2 separate regions of the Mus musculus genome follow, and region 1 is linked to region 2. A link is a contact called in public HiChIP or PLAC-seq data. All regions are on one chromosome and are shown on one strand. Each heading gives the region's core, a stretch centred on a gene start, on an enhancer-like site or on the middle of the called end of the contact. The rest is flanking DNA. Distances are from core to core; before and after follow the strand shown.

Evidence for each region. HiChIP or PLAC-seq counts read pairs in DNA pulled down with a chosen protein or histone mark.
Region 1: a FOXA1 HiChIP or PLAC-seq map of pancreatic cancer cells shows a contact between it and region 2. The contact joins the promoter of Msln here to the promoter of Pgap6 in region 2. A contact is called at or near these places in 1 of 115 datasets of contacts at active chromatin or transcription factors (pancreatic cancer cells) and 1 of 9 other capture datasets (liver).

What each region holds. Positions count from the first base shown.
Region 1 is chr17:25,752,614-25,756,581 of GRCm38.p6, forward strand. Msln (mesothelin) reads right to left here and starts at 1,765. Exons shown (of 17, transcript NM_001356286.1): 1 at 1,730-1,765; 2 at 1,519-1,609; 3 at 1,161-1,204; 4 at 765-811; 5 at 329-449. The coding sequence starts at 1,606.
Region 2 is chr17:26,111,643-26,115,570 of GRCm38.p6, forward strand. Pgap6 (post-glycosylphosphatidylinositol attachment to proteins 6) reads left to right here and starts at 1,674. Exons shown (of 13, transcript NM_021793.2): 1 at 1,674-1,925. The coding sequence starts at 1,808.

The DNA of each region.
Region 1 (3,968 bases), core at 515-3,014, 360 kb before region 2:
TTGGCCATATTTTGAGGACAGAGCCCTGAAAGACAATGAATGCAAGGTCTCCAGGAGAGGGACAGCAAGATCAGCTCAGACTTGGGATAGCAGGGCCCAGAAGAAAGGCATTCAGACCCCAGGGAGCTGAGCCCCCAGGAGATACACACACCTAGTATTCAGTTAGGCAGCAAGAGGGGCTCTGAGGGGAGCCACCAGCCAGGACCAGACCCTGAGTTGGCATGAGGGTGAGCAGTGGAATTCTAGAAACTAGTCACAAACCTCCTAGCCACCATGTATCTCCCTCAAACCATCATAGTATAGGTGGGGACCATAGTGGGAGACTGACCTGATGTCCCCGGAGTGTAATGTTCTTCTGTCTTACAGCCATAGCCAGCCCCTTGGCTTGTTCCATGCTCAGGTCAGATACCTCCTCACATGTGAGGCCAAGAAAGAGGCCTGTGGGGAGACTGGGGACAGGGCTGGGATCTGAATCCAACACTGTCCCTCTGGAAGTGCCTGCCTGCCTGCCTGCCTGCCTGCCTGCCCAGAGCCCTTCCTTCATAACCCTGGGCTTCTCATGACCCTCTTTGGGACAAGTGACAACCTGAGGGACAAGGTACTTGGGCCCTGGGACACAGTCCTTCCCCTAACTCTGAGCCAGCCAGGTCAGGAGGGAGTGGGTAGAGATCAGACAAGACAGAGAATTTGGGAACCTGGATGTCTGGCACTTGTTCACTCAGCCCACAAGGGCTCCTGATCGCCCCCAAAGGTACTGAACCCACCTGGCAAAGTCAGCGGCACCGTTCACAGCATGGAGGAGTGTGGCCTCCTAAGGGAACAAGGTCTGACTGACATTTCCCAAGCAGATAGGAGCTTCTTTACCTTAGAGCTTGGTCTCAACTGTCTGAGAGCAAGGTCCAGATACTGTCTGAGTCTGGCTACCTCTGGGGCCAGGGACTTAACACCCAAGGGCTCCACTGTCTCCAACTCAGCTCCTTTCAGGGCCCAGCTACATCCTGGGTTCTGCCACTCTCTGGGATCAGCAACTCTGCCCACAGCCCTCTTTGAAAAGTGACACTAAGGGATGGTATGTATTCATGTGTAAAGTACCGAAAACATCACTCCGTACCCCCAAGACTAGAATAGAAAATCCTTCTGTTTCCCTCAGAGGACCTCACCTGGCTTGTCTTTGTAGTCTGGGTCTGCAGACGTGGTATCCACCCTGTGAGCCAGAGGGTACAAAGCTACAAGAGAGGCCGGGGCAAAACTGGGCTGCTCTCTGGTCCCAGCCCTCTGCACAGCCCACTGGGTGTAGAGAGAGCTAAGGCCTCTCACCCCATTGTGTCATAGCCTATGCTCTGTAGGCCTAGGGATCATTCCTGCTCGGAGTGTCCCCACTTTCCAGGCCTTTCACTGTTCTCAGTCCTAACCCTCCTGGAACGCAGGTCACCTAGCAATGACCCAAGGAGAAAGCAAGCTCCCAACTCATGAAGGTTCCTTAACCACTTCCTGGGGATCAGCCCAACCCATACTCACCAAGACTAAGGAGAAGCAGTAGGAAGCTTCGGCTGCAGATGGGACTTCCACAGGACCCCAGCAGGGGTCGAGCTGTTGGCAAGGCCATGGTCTGTGGATAACAATGACTCTGAGGTCCCCACTTGTCCCACCCCTCAACCCACACCACTGTTTGGAGACAACGAAGGGGCTTTTGGGCCTGGGAAAGCAGCTGTCCAACTTCTGTGAGCACCTGCAGTAGTGTCTACTAGGCAGACTCTCCACACTGACCGCTTGCCAGGCCCGCCCCTAGGAAAACCAGCCCTCCTATAGGGAGGGGCACTGGGTCTGAGTCAGTGGGGCACCTCTGCTGTGAGGCGCAGTGGACAGCTGAGTTCACCCTCCAGCCTCACAGGGCAGGGCAGAACTGGAAGTATAGGACAAAGAGACAGGGCTATCTCCTGCTCCGGTTGTTACGGGTTCGCCGTTTGTACCAGGAGCACTGAGTGGTTCAGGCTGGGAATTACGCAGGACCACCCCTGGGCCTGAGGCATGGGACTGGAGGTATCTGTGACTTGCACAAACACATGGCCCCATCAGGCTGACCACGCTGTAGAGGGGGGTGATGTCTCTTCCATAGATCAGTCCCTTTGGGTGACATGGCTTCTATGAGAGTTTTTCAAGCTCTGGTGTGATCAGGATAGCAGGTAAATAAATGGGTACCAGGCAATCCAGTGTCCCCTCTGGGGTGGGGCTCAGGGGCTCTGTGGACAGGGTGAGTGCGGAGCTGTTCCCCTCCTCAACATGTGTGGAACTGTATTCTAGCTGACTTTATCTCAGGTCTCTCTTGGCCCCCCCCATTGCTCAGAATATGGACTTCTCATGCCCCCGTATGTGAGTTACCTGAACAACCCAGCAGTAGGGATTGTCTGGGGAGACCTCACAGGCCAGGAGGCTCCTGCACTAAGAAGCCCCTGAGCAGGTAGAGCAAACTGTGTACCAGGAGACGATGTGTAGGATAGGTGAGCCCAGGCAAGAAACATGTCTTAATGTCTCCCCTCAACCCAGGAGACTATGAAGCCTGCAGCCAGCCTTATGTCAATCAAAACCTGTCTATCAGCCTTAGTGTGAGTTCCTTAAGAGCCTCTACAAGCAGCATCAGGCCCTGGGATCTGCATCTTTCACACCACATCCTAAGAGATGCAGATGGGAGCCACTGTCCTATAGTTATGTAGAATTCAAGATTCTGGTACCCACTTGTCTCGGACAAAGGACGCATCTCAGTGTGAAACAGAAAAACCCACAGCAGTTCCATGGCATTGTGGTATGGGGTCCCAGGACTGGAGGAACACAGGAGAGTCGTTCAAATGTACCCCACCCCTTACCATCTATGATCAGCATCGATCAGCATCCACTGCCCACCCCTTATTGCCTATGGTCAGCATCAGCATCCACTGCTCAGTTATCGCCTGTGATCAGCGTCAGCACCCCCTGCTCAATTATCACCCACACACCTGCTGAGCACCAATCTATGCCAGGCCTTGCTGGCCCTGTCTAGGACTCTAAGATAGGACCTAGCCATGGAGAGAGCTGACCCTGGTTTTCCTTTATAGCCAGGCAACATTGTCCCTTATTCCCCAGAAGGCTCCTCAGCATGGACTGTGAGGGGAAGTGGGCGTTCTCCCTCCAGTTCCCTCCAGCTTGGCAGGTGAGGGGTTACAGTTAAAAAAAAAATCACAGCCTCTCTCTGCTTCTTTGCCTGGCGCTGTCTCTACAGCCACATGCAAAGCCTCCCCCCAGCCCAGTCGAGGGCTAGCCCTGAGTGATAGGAAATGAAGTCAGACCACATTCCTTGCAAAGGTCAGGCTTGGGTGGGTGAGGGTGGGTGGGATCAAAAAACAGGGGTGGGTTGTTAACACAGGGGCCACCTGGTTCTGCCTTAAGCATGGAGATATCTTGAGGCCAGCTAGAGTTACACAGGAAGTGAGGGGCAGAAGGGAGGTGAGTCCTTGCCACTCCCCTAGGCATGGCAGAGTGGAACGCCCATGATGGGCAGAGAGTGTCTGGCTCTTCTGACAGTTCTCAGAACCTGGGCTGTGCTTGTCCTGACCCTTGGCCAGCTGGGCTGGAGGTGCCAAGAGGCACTGCTGGAGATGACTGTTCACCCTACCCACAATGCACTTTGGATATGAGTATGACCTCTAAGTTAGCATAGGCTCTCCTGTCACTCTGATCCCCATAAGACCAATGTGAGCCCCTTAACAATCTGGACACTGGAGATGTGTCTAGGAAATAAGGTCCCCAGGAAAGTCCCTGGCACACTGTTATGAGAAGCCCCAGCTGATCTGGAGTTTCCAATCGCAGGTAGCCAGCACCAGGCTGTCCTAATAGGAAGTGGACCAGGAGTCATTCACTGGAGACTTGTTCATACTGGCTGGTATCCCTGTGACCCCCATGTGACCTATCTGCCACCTGACTCTCACTCTGGTGCT
Region 2 (3,928 bases), core at 424-2,923:
GCTTTTAACCTGTGGCTATCACTCTCTCCAACACAAGATGTGAATTTCTCTCACTCAATTAAAACATCCCCCCCCCCCCACTTTCCTAACACAGTACATCATTCCCAAACAAAGCACAATATTTTCCTTTTTTTTCTTGAGGAGAAAGGGGAGGTGTTGAGAAAGGAGTTCTTGTGTAGCCCTGGCTGTCCTGGAACTCCCTTTGTACCCGAGGCCGGCCTTGAATTTAGATATCCACTTGCCTTGCCGGTGGGTGGGGCCTTTCTTCCTTCCTTGTGCTGAGATACAGGTGTGCTCTGCCCCACCAGCCCTTTCTCATGTGACCACAGTCACTTTCAGTAGGGGTGACCACTTTATATATGCATCTACCATTAGAACAGTGGGTGGATGCAGCCCCACACTTCAGTGAACCCTGGCAGGATAACAAAGGAAATAGTTTTCCTACAGGCTGGGGCTATTTTTGGAGAGTTCGGAGGCTCCTTGGGGACATTCCTTAATTTGGGCCCCATCTCCCCAAAGAGCTTTTTGATCTTTGTTTGGCAAAAGGATAAATATGCTCCAACTTTTTAACATTCTCTAACACAGGAGGTGGTCCTGTTGTTCTAATTTGCATAATGTTTTAGGAATCCTGTAGCATGTAGCACTTTGACTTTTTTCCCCCAGCTTTTCAAAACAGGGTTTCTCTGAGTACCTGGAACTCAGAGGTTGGTCTGTCTCTGCCTCCCAAGTGCTGGGATTAAAGGTGTGCACCATGACCACCCTGGTCCCTTATCACTTTCCTGAAAAGGCAGGTAATACTGATGTGGGGAGCACTTTACTAGTATCTGTAGGTCAGGCTGGCCTCACTCTTGGTGATTTTCTTGTTCTAGCCTTGCCAGCACTGGGACTTCAGCTGAGATCCACTGTACTCAGCTTTTCATGATAGGCTGCAACCTGACCTGGTGTTATTTATAATTTTTTTTTCTCAAGACAGGGTTTCTCTGTGTAATAGCTTTGGCTGTCCTGGACTTTATTTGTAAACTACCCTGGCCTTGAACTCAGAGGTCTGCCTGCCTTTGCCTCCCCAGTGCTGGAATTAAAGGCACGGGCCACAAATGTTTGGCTTATTTTTGTACGCATGTTTTTAGTGCATTGTTTTACTTTTGTTGTTGCATCGAACCCCTCTGAAAAAAGCCTCAACTTCTCTTTTTGGGCTTTCAGTTTGCAACCACATCTTTAACATGTTTGGAATATATCCCTTTGGTACCCAGAGTAGTTCATCTGACACTGACATGAAACTCGGTTACTCAAAGTGCACCTTCCCGTTTCCATTTGGTCTCTTATACTTTTGCGGCAGTTTATGGTTATGGTGTGAGGGGTCCTGAGAGCAGCTGGAGGTTCGGTTCTTCCAGGCAAGGTCAGAGTGCACCTTCGGGCGTATATGTCACGTATACGTGACATCTGTCGTCTGGTACCCCAAAGCGTTCGACAGGACCCTTCATCCTTTGCCGCCCACCCCCTCAAGCTGAGTGATCCCCAGTGAATCCGTGTCCCCTTCCAATGAGACCTTTTCGGCCCCCTGCTGTTCGCCTCCACTCTGGCCAAGGTGACGCGGTCCAGCATCCTCAGGAACCTAGACCGCAGGCCGGCTCCCTGCGGGGCGGGGCCTCGGAGGCGGAAGTGCCCGGGGCGCTGGCGGCAGGTCTATCGGAGCCATGGGAGCTCCGGGCAGAGGCAGTGGCGGCGGCCGCAGAGGCGGCGGGGGCTGCCCAGGCGGGGGCGAGCGGCGCGGGACGCGGGAGGGGTAGCTCGGGCTGAGCGCCGAGCCATGGGCCGGGTTGGGGCCGGGGGCACAGCGCGGGAGGCAGCGACCGGGTCACTGCTGCTGCTGCTGCTGCTCCTGGCTCGGCCTCCGCCTGCCGCCGCCAGCAACAGCAAGGAGAGCGGTGAGCCCGCGGGCCTACAGCGCCATCCGCGGCGCGGGCCGGGGGCGGGCGGGAGGCGGGGATTGTGACTCACGGGGGGCACCTGTGCGTTCACCTGGCGCGGCGTTGAAACGAGGTTCTCATCTTGGGTTGCGCCCCCTGCGGGGCATCCGGGCCAGAAAAACCCCCATGCCCGCTTTTCCGTTCCGGGCCCGCCGAGTTCGCTCACTTGGAGCGGATTCTACCGGTCCGTCTCTCCTGTGCTTTAGAGACGCGACTGTGGCACCCAAGAGCTGGGAGGTAGAGGAACCTATCTCCGAAGAATAGCTGAACCGTGGTGACGCAAGGGACAGTATCTGGTAGAAGGGTTGAGCTAGAGAAAGTTGGGCAGACCCTGGACTAGGGGGGGTCTAACCAGCATTATGTTCCTAATCCAATCCCAGGAAGGTCACTCTTGATTGCTGATTTTGCTTCTCACCGACTGTGCTGCCAGCTGGCCCTAGAGAAGCTGGCTGACCAGAATGGATGTAAAGAAAGGGTACTCCCTTATAGGGGAGCTTCCTAACTGCTTTTTGTTATTTCTGCTCCGCAAGTGGGAACGCACTGGACTACAGTTTAAGGAGGCAGTTAGATCTTTGACCCTCTGTGTTCTGCCTACCCGCAGACATTTAGAAATAGGAAAGATGAGTACTTTCCCTTCTCTTGCCCGGCGGGAAACTCCCCGGGAGACCTTTGTGCTACCTGGTGTTCCTTGGACCTTTCCGGATGTTGACTGTACCTCCCATTTCCACCCCCTCCTCCCTTGGAGCTCTTGTTTCTTTCTTTTTTATTTATTTATTTATTTACTTATTTATTTATTTTTATTATATGTAATTACACTGTAGCTGTCTTCAGACACTCCGGAAGAGGGAGTCAGATCTCATTACGGATGGTTGTGAGCCACCATGTGGTTGCTGGGATTTGAACTTCGGACCTTCGGAAGAGCAGTCGGGTGCTCTTACCCACTGAGCCATCTCACCAGCCCCTTGTTTCTTTTTTTAAAGATTTATTTATTTATTATATGTAAGTACACTGTAGCTGTCTTCAGACACTCCAGAAGGGGGAGTCAAATCTCACTAGGGATGGTTGTGAGCCACCATGTGGTTACTGGGATTTGCACTCAGGACATTTGGAAGAGCAGTCAGTGATCTTAACCGCTGAGCCATCTCTCCAGCCCGGAGCTCTTGTTTCTTTGAGGGTTGTTGTTTTTGGTTTCCGAGGAGTTGGTATAGTTTGAAATGAAAGGCAGTGTTCCCTAAAGACCTTCTGATAGATTGCTCCATACCACATCCTATTTGTTCCTCCTTCTCCAGCCCTGGGATTAAGCCCAAGTGAGAGTTGATGGCTGGGTGGGGGACAAGTGGCTCTGTGGCCCTGGCTGCTTTGACGTGTGGGTAGTATCTCTGACAGTTGCTGGGGTTTGGAAGGTGTGGGGCAGAGTACCTTTGCTTAAATTCTCAGGGAAAGTTCAGGACTTTCTTTTCCCACTCTCTACTCAACCTTATGCCAATGGGGGTGGTGTGTGGGGCAGGCAGGGCTCACCCTACCATGCCAGTTGTCTAGGTCATATGTGTTCAACAAAGTAAGTGTGTGTCTCATCAAGGAAGTCTGGAGAGGTTATTTAGACATGAGAGTTTGGTACTTGGGTCTCATCTAGGTATCTAAACATCACAGATGTCAGCTCTATTCCAAGTGTCCCTCCCTTCACAAAGGCTTTGTGGGGTCCAAGGGCTTTTCCCTTAGCAGGTTAAGGGTGCTGCTGTACGCTGTAGGGTAATCTCTCCCACCGGGCCGCCTCAGAGGTTTGGATACCTGCCTATCCAAGACCGCACAGTCCTAGGGGGTGGGGAACCTGTTCTGCCTCAGCTGAGAGAGCAATATTCTGCCTCACAGTTTATTTTCTGCTCCATTATCATATTACCATGTAGCAGCTCCTGGTATTCAGTCCTCAACCTGGTGAATGGGACCTGCAGCTAGCAGAGAGC